2 separate regions of the Mus musculus genome follow, and region 2 is linked to region 1. The links are chromatin contacts, called in public Hi-C maps. All regions are on one chromosome and are shown on one strand. The core of a region is the stretch at or near the end of the contact, and the rest is flanking DNA. Distances in the headings are between cores, read along the strand shown.

What was found. Hi-C and Micro-C count contacts between places; a contact is called where the count stands out from the background.
Region 2: a Hi-C map of liver shows a contact between it and region 1, with 4 times the contacts expected there. The contact joins the promoter of Egfr here to the enhancer-like site in region 1. A contact is called at or near these places in 4 of 39 promoter capture datasets (embryonic stem cells, liver and pre-B cells), 9 of 484 Hi-C or Micro-C datasets (the AML12 cell line, liver and nephron progenitors), 8 of 115 datasets of contacts at active chromatin or transcription factors (embryonic stem cells, hepatocytes, intestinal crypt epithelium and 2 more) and 1 of 9 other capture datasets (pancreatic islet).

What each region holds. Positions count from the first base shown.
Region 1 is chr11:16,699,229-16,705,684 of GRCm38.p6, reverse strand. The region is part of intron 2 of Gm39583 (a long non-coding RNA gene); the gene reads left to right. Among named protein-coding and RNA genes, the nearest start is that of Gm25698, 30 kb to the left of the region's middle. Within about 2 kb of position 4,449, at least 7 of the 459 cell types and tissues checked have an H3K27ac peak or open chromatin away from gene starts, as enhancers often do. A contact at or near this core is called in the AML12 cell line, hepatocytes and liver, where this site is marked.
Region 2 is chr11:16,748,887-16,755,001 of GRCm38.p6, reverse strand. It overlaps Egfr (epidermal growth factor receptor), which reads right to left and starts at 2,799. Exons shown (of 28, transcript NM_207655.2): 1 at 2,432-2,799. The coding sequence starts at 2,519.

The DNA.
Region 1 (6,456 bases), core at 3,200-5,699:
GAAACAGCAAGTGCTCTTACCCAATGAATACTCATTTAGACCCAGGGGAGAATTATATTACTGCTACAATCACTTTGCATGTTATAGGATTATTTAAATTTTTATCTCACCTTACTTTGTAATGCCATCTGGGAACTAATTCATTTCTTGTGGATTTTCCAATTTCATGTAATATAGGGTTTAAGCTACATTCTTAGGGTTTTCTGAAGTTCTCTGGTATCTGTTAACATGTTTTTCCCCATTTAATTTTATTTTATTTTAAACCATTATTGCTTTTTTGTTTGTTTGTTTGTTTGTTTTGCTATTAGTGAAGGTTTGCCAATCTTATTTAGCATTTCAAAGAACCAAATTTGGTTTTGCTGATTCTTCTTACTTTTCCCCCCACTTTTATTCCATTGATTTCTGCCTCATCTTTATTATTTTTTCCATATACTATTTTGTGGTTTGGTGTTTGTATTTATCTAAGGCCTTTATATACATCAACAATTTATTTATTTGAGATTGCTCTCGTATGTTTTATCATAGGCACACACTCAAAGATAAGTCCCACTCTAAGGATTATATCTGATAATATGTGATATACTGTGTTTAGCTTTTTCATTCATATCCATTTTTTATTTATTTCATTATTTTCTTCAATGACACAGTAATCAGTTTATACTATGTTGTTTAATCTCCATGAGTTCATGTGCTTTCATTTTGTTTTTTCTTTGTTTGTCTTGATGTTGATTTCTAGCTATGATTGATGTGACAGAAGTTACTTAATATTTCCTATATTTGTTGAGACTTTCTTTGTATGCTAATATGTTATCTATTTTAAAGGTAATCTCATGAACTGCTGAGAAGAATGCTCATTTTGGAGTATTCAAGCACAATGTCCTTTAACTATGTTAGGTCCATTTAAGTATGATGCCTTTTGACCTCAATGTTTCTCTGTTTCTATTTCTCTTTCTTTCCTTTCCTTTCCTTTCCTTTTCTTTTCTTTTCTTTTATTTTCTTTTCTTTTCTCTTCTCTTCTCTTCTCTTCTCTTCTCTTCTTTTCTTTTCTCTTCTTTTCTCTTTTTTTCTTTTCTTTTCTCTTCTCTCCTTTCCTTTCCTTTCCTTTCCTTTCCTTTCCTTTCCTTTCCTTTCTTTCCTTTTTATTTTTGTTGTTGTTGTTGCTGTCTGTCTGGTCCATCTGCTACTGTGTTGTGATCAGTCTATGACTTTATATACAGTAGTATTTATTTTATAATATTGGCAGTATGTGTGTTGTCTGTATATGTGTTTAGCCTTGCAATTTTCTTTTCATGGATTGTTTCTTTAAATAGTATGAAGTGGCTTCCTTTATTTCTTTTGACTAATTCCAGTTTGGGCCTGTTTTGTCAGATATTAGAACAGAAAGACCTGCTTGCTTCCAGTTTCTAGCTTCTAGTAATATCTTTGCTCACTATTCCATCCTCTGTAGTGTCTGTCTTTGATAGTGAGATTTATTTCTGTGTTTTCTAGTTGAACAATTAAGGCCATTAATTTTTAACCTTCTTGAAATGTTTGTTCCAATTCCTGCCATTTTTTTGTGTGTTTATTGTTTTCTTAGGTTTCCTTTAATTCTTTCAACATTTTAAAATGTTGGTCTTCCCATCATACGTGGGTGTATTTGTCTTCTAGAGCTACAGTGCTCCTTCCAGTATCCACTGAGAGCTATTTTAGTGGCCGTGAATTCTGTTTGCTTATATTTTACCATAGAAAGCTTTTATTTCTCCTTTAATTTTGATAGGCTGTTCTGCTGGGTTGAGTTGTCTGCATTGCTGAGTGTGCTCTTTTAAAACTTAAAATATGTAAATATTTCTGCCCAAGCCCTCTGACTTTTAGAGTTTTTGTTAAAAAATCAAATGTTATTTTCGTGGCCTGCTTTTCTACATAATTTGTTGCTGTTGTCTTGCAGCCTTTGGTAGCCTTTCTTTGTTCTGTGTGTTTATTGTTCTGACTCATAGGACACAGGGAGTTTCTTTCCTCTTCCAGTCTACTCAATGTTATATATGTCTCTTTTACCTGGGTGGACATCTCTTTCTCTAAACTTGGCAACTTTTTTTTATCTGATTATATTGGAAATAATTTCTTGGGTATTGAGACAAATTTTCCTTCTTCTATGCCTGTAATTCAGTTCATAAACTCAATCTCTTTGTGATGTCCCAAAGACCTTACACATAGTATTCACTCAGTTTTTGAGTTTGTTTGTTTGATTGAATAACTCAGTCTCTCAACCTTGTCCTCAAGCGCTGATGTTTGTCTTCCTCATGACCTGCCTCTTAGTAAAGCTTTCTACTGAGCTTCTCTATTTGCATAGCTGAAATTTCTATCCGAAGTTTAATTAATGTTTCACTTCTCTTCAGCATTCCTACTATTTTATTGAATTCTAATGTTTCCTGAATTGACTCAAAATTATTGTGTTCTCTTGGAATCCACTGACGAGCATATTCCTATCATTCTTAAATTCACTATGTAATCTACTCATATTTTCTCTGAAATCTTTGAACTTACTTAGAATTGTTCTTTGAATTCTTTGTAGGCTCATCTCAGTTGCTCTGACTGGGGACCGTTACTTTGGAATGGATAATTTCTTGAGGAGATATATTGTCTCAGTTTTTCATATTCCTTCTGTTTCACCATGGTCCTTGTATATCTGGAGTTGCTTCCCTGGCTTAGCCTTTTGTGTTAGTTGCTCATCACCCCACACTGAGGGCTTTTGAATTTTGAGTCTTTGAATCTTAGTATTCCCTGGCTTAGATGATTTTAGATCTACTAAGTGAGCCTGGGAGATCCATGCTGTAAATGATTGCTCCTGATTTGTGTGCAGGCTAGTGAGGTGATCCTGGCTGGACTAGCTGACTCATGTGTGGAAATTAGTTCGAAATTGCTGTCTGGGGATGGCCATGGTCTGAATTTATAGGTCTGAAAGTTCAGGTATTTCTAAGGGCACTCTGAGTTTATTCAGAAGACTGAGTTTAGATGGAATCGCAGGTCTCCTGTCTTCAGTCACATGACAGGGCCAGTCTAGGTTTTAAGAGGAAACAGGAACCTAGGAACAAGTAAGGAGCCTGTGGTCACAGGTATGACCTTTATCAAGTGCTGGAGTTGCTTGCAGTTTGCACAGGTCACAGTGGAGGCTGTAGATACACATATTGATATACAGTTGCCACTTCTTTTTTCTCCTAACTCATAGGTGTCTTTTAGTATTCACTATTTAACCAACAGATACCCAGGGACTGGTGGATTCTTTTAAATTTCTAGTCTCATTGGAACTAAACCACAGAAGGTGTTAGATGTTGATGATCATGCTACAGAAAGAAGACCTTAACATTCCTAAGGTGGAACTGCTTGGAGCAGCAAAACTCCAGGGTTGTTCCAATTTGTTGCTCTGTTCCTTGGTAGTAGTGTTTTATAATTATTCAGGATCTTTTCTCAGATATCCTCAACATGTTCTTTCTGCTCTGAAACATTATTGAAGAAGGTAGCAAATGATGAAAGTAATTTCCAACGCAAAGAGCTGTTTCTACCACAAACAGTAGATCAATATAAAACATAACAGGGTTTGCCTATTAAGACACAAGATCAATGCCATGAGCCTATTTCTGTTTATATTGTGAAACTTGTTTCCTGTAACTGGAGGTGCTTACGACAATACCGAGTGACCATATGCCAGGAGAGCAAGGGTTTCATATGCCATTGGACGGATGCATGTCCAGCTCCATGATTTTATGACAGCCAATTACATTATTACATAATTCCACCTTGCAAACAGATGATGACATGCACATTCAACTGTACAAATATTAAACATTGATTCAATGGAAGATTGTCCATAGAAGACTTTTCAGTGTGGTCCCAAGTTCAGGGTGAAAATCAGAATTATATATTCAGGAATTAAAATGAGTGGATGAATTACTGTCTGCTTCCTTTAGGATTGGGAAATTTTCCCACTATGAGAAGTGAGCATGTGTAAGTGCTTTCCAAGTTTATGTTTCAGTGACAAGAGCTGTCTCAGCCTCACTGTGCAGTGTTTGGTTTTATTTTCATATCTCATACTAAAGTACAAAGAAAATGGATGTTGAAATGGTAAATGTGAATCTTTAAATAATCCTTTGTTTAAGGTTCTGTTTACTGAAACTCTACTTTGTGAATATAAATAACATGGCCTCCATATTCCAGTCTTCACTCACAGTTTCTCACCTTTCACAAACCCAGGTCAAAAAATTATCAAAACGAACCCCAGTGGTTTTTACCTAGGAAAGTCTGACCTGAAACAGCTTTTACTATCCTTTGCTCTTACCCACCCAGGACTTGTAAAATTACAAATGAGTGGTTTGAGGTTTTTTAAAATCTCATAAATGCCACATCAGCCCTGGGCAGCCTCTGCTCCATCTCAAAGGGAGGCAGTGTTAGCTGCTGCTTCTCTGGGTGTCTGGAGATGCTGACACTCCTTCCACACCTCTGTGTGTTTGCTTGCCTGTCATCTACTGGCTATCAAGGTCATTGTACTGGCTGGTTTTGAGTCAACTTGACACAGGCTGGAGTTATCATAAAGAAAGGAACTTCAGTTGAGAAAATGCCTCCAGGAGATCCAGCTGTAAAACATTTTCTCAGTTAGTGATCAAGGGGGGAGGGCTCCTTGTGGTTGGTACCATCCCTGGCCTGGCAGTCTTGGGTTCTATAAGAGAGTAAGCTGAGCAAGCCAGGGGAAGCAAGTGAATAAAAAAAAAATCCCTCCATGGCCTCTACATCAGCTCCTGCTTCCTGACCTGCTTGAGTTTCAGTCTTGACTGCCTTTGGTGATGAACAGCAGTTTGGAGGTGTAAGCTGAATAAACCTTTCCTCTCCAACTGCCTCTTGGTCACGATGTTTATGCAGGAATAGAAACCCTGACTAAGACAGTCAGTAAGTCAGACCCTGCTTTGTTACAGGAAGCTTCTTTGCCTGTTTTTTGTTGTTACTTTAGGATTTAAATTTCACATATGCATATTTTAATTGTTCCATGATATAGTAGGTTTGCGTGTGTTCATATCCTTTTCTTTGGGGTAGTCCACCCCCAAACTTCTCACTTTCATTCCACTCCCTCTACTCTCCTTGCATAAGTGTTTCCAGGCCCACTACCCTACCTCTGTACTTTTGTTATAATCTATATCCATCATCACTTAAAATGCCTTCTCTCCTTTACTTGTTGCCTGACTTCTACTTGTTCTATAAGGTAAATAATAAACAAAAGATTGGAAGCTAAGACCCCACACATGAGAGAGAGAGTATGCCACCTTTGGCTTTCTGGGCCGTAGGTACCTCACTCCTTCACCAAGTGCAACTTTTCTGTGTCACCCATTTGGGTGTGTATTTACCTGTATATTTCATCATTTCATTTTTCCTCACAGTTGAGTAATGTCCCATTACGTATACATATCGAATTTCTCTTCCCTATTAATGTTTTGAGTTTCTCGGTTGATTGTACTTCCTAACTGTTGTGAATTGAGCCATAAGAAACAAAGATGTGCAAATCTCTCTAGTGAGACATAAAGTGCATTTGGTAGAGCTATTAGCTGGGGCATATGACAGATATAAGAGTTTTCCTTTCACCACATCCACACCAGCATTTGTATGTCTGATGGCAGCCATTCTGATTGGATCAAAATAGAATTGTAAAATAGTTTTAATCTGTATTCCCCTATGCCTAAGCATTTTAAGCACCATTTCAAATATTCATTAGCAATTTGTATTTCTTCTTTTGAGATTCTGTTTAGTTCTGTAGGCTATTTATTTTTAAGCAATATTTTTAATTCTTAATGAGTTCCATACATCCATATACATCTATAGTAATCACACCTATTCACACTGTCTCTTTGCAACTTATTCTAGAGCCACTTGCATTTTGTAGCCCGTTTTTAAAATCAAGTTATTGTCTCAATATTTAGTTTTTGAGTTTTTCTTTTCTTTCTTTCTTTTTTTTTTTTTTTGGTGTGTATGTACCTGTGTGTGTGTGTGTGTGTGTGTGTGTGTGTGTGTGTATTCTAGACGTTAATTCTATGCCAAATGGACAGCTGGCAAATATTTTTTCTCACTCTGTGGGCTTCATATTAACCTGTTTCAGTTTCCTTTGCTGTTTAAAAGCCATAAGAATACTCTTACTTATTTTCTTATTTCTGTGCCTTTTGTTTTTTCTCTTGTATTGCTCTAGATAAGACTCAAATCCCTCTATGGATAGAAGTGGAAAGAGCCGACATCCTTGTGAGGCTGTTGTGATCTAACACAGCATTGTGGGGAAATAAAAGGAAAAAAGTGATTGTGGACAGATGATGACAAAGGTGAATAAAAATTCAATATAAGAATGATTACATAAGATTTCAAAAGATCTAAGATTTAGTTATGGGTCTCTCTTCAGTATCATAGGCAGAAGCTCTCCACCATCCATCACCAATTCTCTTTAGGTATCAG
Region 2 (6,115 bases), core at 1,550-4,049, 51 kb before region 1:
CCTAGCCTGGTCCTCCTACAATAAGGTAGTGTAGTTTGGAGGTGGAAGGAACTTGAATCAATTTTGGCATCACTTCTTAACAGCTATGGGGGAAAATCACTACACTTCTCTGTGCATAGGTTCCCCAAACAGATGATGAGAATCACCTCTCACTACATGCAATGTGAGGACTGACAATGCACTGAAAACAGAGTCTAACTGTCTTCTGCTTTGATGACATTTACATATGGTACCATAGATTTGGAGGGAAGGATAAACACCCTACCTCAACTAAGGGAGCCAGTCTGGAACAAAACTGACCAATTAAACAAACAAATCTTTTATCAGCCTGTTGCAGAAAGGGTGTCTCACGTTTTCAATAATCTGTCCTTTAGAACTTAGCCTTTTTACGTTACTTTGACAGATAAATATTTGCTTGCTACCTTTCCTGCTACACCCAGAAGCATTTGGCTTTAAGTGAATATCATACAAACAGACAGATGAAGTGGCATTTTTATTTAACCGAAAACAAATCTCCAACCACTAACAGTGTTCATAACAGTAACACCTAACAGCGAAGAAACACAGAGTTAAGCTGAGACAACTGGTGTTCTACAGGGGCTCTAAGGGAAACTGAAAACTAGGGGAGGGAGTCCTATGGGTAGGCACAGATGCCAGGCAACTGACCGATGGGGCCTGGAGCCCTTCAGCTAAGGAAGGTAGGAGAAAAGCTCCACAGTGCTCCATCCCATCTGTGAAAAAAGCAAGCCCTCTTTACCGACTTTATCCCTGCTATTTCCTGTACTGCAAGATTTCCCAGACTCCTGCTCGTTAGAACCGTCGTGGTAGTCTTCCTTTAGATGTTATCAATTTTTCATTTATGCTAGCGAGTCTCAAATCAAATGCTACAAGAGTTTTGAAAATTCTAATTCTCAAGATCGACCCGTGAAATCTGAGTGTATGGAGTGGTAGCTAAACAACGGAGGAGGGGTGTAGTTTGTTTTGCTTGTTGATTTTTAAACCCAAATGATTTCATTGTGTAGTTAAGTTTGGGAAACTGAGCCTTACACCCCCTCCAACAAAAGTGCACGGAGCACCAACCCCCAAGTCCAACTTGGATGCGGATGACATCAACAGCAAGTGCAGACCTGACTCCTGGAACCCGAGCGGCTGGATTTTGAAATTGTGCAATTAAACCTTCCGAGGCATGTTTCTCGTGTCAAGTGGGTTTATGGTCGGATAGTCATGAAGCCAGACTTGTTCATGTTCCGTCTGGACAGTTGGCATGTGTGATCCATGGACATCAATGTTTCTTTTTAATTAGGGGTTATATTTTAGTTGGCCAAATATCAATCACTTGGGGGGGGGGAGGGGTGTGGAAGGAAAGAAAAGAAAAAGAAACCCAAGAGGGAACGTCTCAGCTAACAAGTAAGAAAGTTTGCTACCGGCCTCATTTTGAAACACCAAGGGTGCACTACACCCAAGGGCCCAGCTGTCACAAGGAGGTCAGCCATCCATTGCAAAGGCAAGTGATGCTGCAGCAGCCCAAGCTTCTGGGAAAGGGCAAATTCAGGGATCCCAGGGGAAGTAGCCACCCCGCAACGCTAGCTCCAATCTGGCATGGAGCCTTGGTCCCCAACCAGTGCACCTAGCCTGGCAAGTCTCTGGCATGCTCTATGCCTAAGAGGCGGAATCGACCCACCCCACCCGCCACCCCCACGCCCTCCTTTTTTTTTTCCTAGTGAAGAAGCAAATGACCACTAACACCATCTCTTCCCAGAAGTCCTAGGTGGTTAGTGACAGAGAGATCTCCACACTTCCAGGTCATTGCTGCAACTACACACCCGCGAAAGGGCAAGCCAGAAATCTGCAAGCTACATTGGGACTCAGGCTACCAGGTCCTGAGAGTACCCTGCTGGAGAAGAGAGGAGTTGAGGGAAACCGCGCTCAGGAAACCGCGCGTCTCAGAGGTTCCGACCTTGACCAGGGGCGCGTTGGTTCGCACTCCAGTCCCTCAACTCTCACACTGAGCGGGTGGGACACACCCGACCCGCTTGAGGATCCGGGGTCCCTCCGCTCTCCCTGACAGTACTGGGCGCACGTGCGCCAATGCCCGGCGTCCCGCGCTGTCCCGCACCACGTTTCTGCTCCGAACGCCTACTGAGCGCAGGAAAGTGAGGCAACTAAGTTGGCAGCAGTCAAGAGCCCCGGAGCGCACAGCCGCGGCTCCCACGCTGCCCTGGCAGCCCCTCTGCTCCTAGCCCAGTCTCCCTTCCTTCGGCGGCCCCAGTCTCGCCCATTCCAGACTCCGTCCAGTTCCTCCTATGGTCCCGGCCGCCTTTGGGAGCCAGAAGAGGAGGAGCGGGCGGCTGGGGACTTAGAGTCCCGAGCGGAGGTTGGGACTGGGCGAGCTAGCTCGCAGGGGGCGCGGGCCGGTGGGACACGCCCTTACCTTTCTTTTCCTCCAACGCCCCACCTGCGGCGCAGAGCGCGGTCAGCAACACCAGCAGTGTGGTTCTCGCGGTCCCTGAGGGTCGCATCTCTGACCGGGAGAGGTTGGCTCTGGCTCTCCGGGATTAATCCGAGACAGACGGAGTCCCACGGTTGTGCCCAGTGACTGCGCCGGCAACGACGAGACCCGGACACAGGCTCGCGTCCAGGTGACCTGTCGTCTGTCTGGGAGGCGGTAGCCTCCGGGACTCGATCCAGACGCCCTAGCCCAGGAGGAGCGCACAGTGCGGGAAGAAGAGGAGGGAGGCTGCTGCGCGTTGCGCTGGGGCTGCCCAGACGTCTAGTTAGCTCGGGTCGGGACTGGGGGAGGCTGGGCGGGAGGAGGAGGGACTAAAGAAGGAGGAGGGATCCAGAGGAGCGAAGAGGAGGAGAATGTCAGGAGAGAGGAAGCGCTCTCCGCGAGGATCGAAAGCAGGCAGTGACCGGAAGGTGGTGGTGGATGGCCTTGGCCACCACTAGACAAGGCTCTGGGGGCGAGTTCTGGCTGTGTGCAGCGGGTCAGTGGGTGGCCTTTGGAGTTAATTTCTGAGGGGACTCCGCTCCGCTGCATTTCAGGACCTAGGAAGTCCAGCCAATCTATGCCAGGGTCCCCTCCTTCCTTCCCTCTGTCTCCCACCTTCTTCCTTCCTTTCTTTCAATTAACCAAACAACTCTGGACCACCTCGGTTACAAACTGTCCAACCACAGAGCACAGGTTGGAGAATAACACAGGTGGGGACGCTGTTCACGTATTCTCCATAACTTCTCCAGGATCTCAGAAGGGTCAGGCTGACTTGGCAGCAGTTTCCAACAGCACAGGCAGAGGCGGGTGCCTCAAGTCTGAAGTGGCACTAAGAAGTCCAAGGGTCCTTCAGATCCCATCAAGAACCCTCCATGTCTTCTGAAAGAAGGGCAGCCAACTCCTGACACTTAGAAGGGCCTCAGTATATTTGCTGGATGAAAGCATGCATGTTGAAGAACATGGCATTTTCTACACCTGGAGCCAGTCTGGAGTGCTTGAAAAGCAAAGCAACGTACACATGAGGCAAATTCCTCCACAAAAGCAGAGACTTGACATAACAGCAGTGAACAAATCTTTAGAGCAGTTAGCATCCTCTAGTGACCTCAGCTAGCCCTGCCGCACATCAGGAGGCAAATTGCCAAGTAAGTTCACTTAGAATTTGACCAGTAGAAATGTGTCCCTGAACTTCAGGACCCACAACTAAATTCCTTCAGCAAAGACCAACCAATGTCCCTACTTCTTAGCTATCAGAGGAATGTCCCCTGCTTCCATTCAATCCAAAGTCTCTGAGTTTTTCACAAAATCACTTGGTCCCCTAATTTAGGCCCCTTTGCTGTGGGTGTCCTTGTTAGCAGAAGTCATGGCTAACCAGTGAGGCTCAGTCCAGCTTTTTCCATGCAGCCAGAAAGGAGGCATTCCGGACTTTTCGTCCGCACCCTGCAAAGTCAGGGCTGCTGCCCAAGTTTTGTAGGTGGCGTCTTGAATGGGAACACGTCACCCAGCCTGTGCAGGGACCCTCATCACAACCTGAGACCTTCACTGAGAAGTAGAGCGGGGTTTCTTAAACTTTTCCCACGGGCAACCTCTTTTCATAGATGCTTTTTATGTAATCTTGGGATTTTATATAAAATAGGTGTTCAAATCAGACATCGACTAATGGTAGATCCTAATGCAATGTTAAGATAATTTTTGGCATATATATGACTTTACCACTTACTAAAGATTAAGGCAAATTTGCATACCAATGAGATTGATTTGTTTATTGTTACAAAAAATTAGGTTTTGAATGAGTACTTGAAGCTGTGGAATGTAGAACATCTGTAATATTGTTCAGAGTTAATTAATATTTTGATTTACAATTCTCAAAGCATGAAACAGAAAAAATATATTTAGGGTCATCTTGGAAATTTCATCCTAATCCTATGTTAAAATTCTGTTACCTTTTTATAAAGAGACTTAAGACATTGATTTTAAATATTAAACATTCAAACACAATATAATCCAAACATAACCAAACATACTCATTTGAAGCTCCTATGCTAAGGAATGATGGTAGGAGAATATTAAAAATGTCTTGTTCTCTGTATTATGACATTATTATTCTATAAGAGAAGACAATTGTATGTGATAAGTAAAACTTTTGCAGCCATACCATATGGTAGTCTTGCATCTGAACTGAGTTTCGATGCAGCACTTCTTGGTACTCCACGGTGTAACAGCATGCACAGAGCAAAGAGTGAATAATGTGTGTATAGAAGCAAGACCACTGTGAAGTGCAATGCAGCACTGTGAAGCTCTGCCAGAAACACCTTAGTGTGTTTAGAATTTCTGGATTAAACTTTTATTATTGCACATTCAGAAAAATTTTACTGTTTCCGAGATTTTTGTACCTACTTCCCAGGGACATATGTGGGAGGGGAGCTTAGGTGTCAGTTTTCTGCTGTATGTTCCAAATAGGAACTTAGGGCAGTTTTTAAAGTAATACAATAATAAGGGGTGATTAGAAAAAGCCAAGCAAGAAATATAACAGTAGAACACAAAATGAAGATGGAGATGAGTTTTTTTTTAATTTTTTTTTAAGATTTATTTACTTATTATATGAAAGTACACTGTAGCCGTCTTCAGACACTCCAGAAGAGGGAGTCAGATCTCATTACGGATGGTTGTGAGCCACCATGTGGTTGCTGGGATTTGAACTCCGGACCTTCGGAAGAGCAGTCGGGTGCTCTTACCCACTGAGCCATCTCACCAGCCTGGAGATGAGTTTTTAAAAGTCTGTAGACAGTGATGATTCCCATGTTCATGTTTCCAGGACTGGAACTCTGGCTTAAAATGTATTTTCTATCAAGGGATATGGTCAGTGGCACAAGTCATAATGAACACATAGTAAAGTAGAAATGATAATGATAGCTACAACTGATTTTTAAGAATAGTCAAGATTCTCTCTATGTTAAGAAGCAACAGCACTCATACGCTGATGGTTAGAATAACCCTTGGTGTGACCTTCTGGCAGTTACTAGAACATCCCTCAATATGGCCCCATGATAGAACATCCTTCAGTGTGACCCAACTACAATCCGCCTCCTAGAAACAAAGCCTCCTCAAGATCATCACCAAGAGATCAGTGACACTGAAGTTACAGAGCACAAAACTAGGAGAGGTTCTATGAAATATGCTTCCCTTTTGGTCACCTACATGAGGATCTTCTGCATGCACTGTGTAATCTTCTGGGCTTTAACTGTGAAGAGTAACGTCAGGATGAATTTGTACTCATTGGCAAGTACTAGAGTTATTGATGCTTATGTTAAATAAAAGTGATCTTGAGCCAGGCGTGGTGGCTCACGCCTTTAATCCCAGCACTTGGGAGGCAGAGGCAGGAGGATCCCTGAGTTTGAGGCCAGCCTGGTCTACAGAGTGAGTTCCAGGACAGCCAGGGCTATACAGAGAAACCCTGTCTTGAAAAACCAAAATAAATAAATAAATAAATTAATTAATTAATAAAAATTTTAAAATGTGGTCTTGGTAGGCTGGCAGAAATGACTTCTTTTGGAAAGAACAGAGGAGCCTTGCATAGCCAGAGCTTTGCACACAGGCCCTGTGGAAATTAATTGAAGGAACTACTTG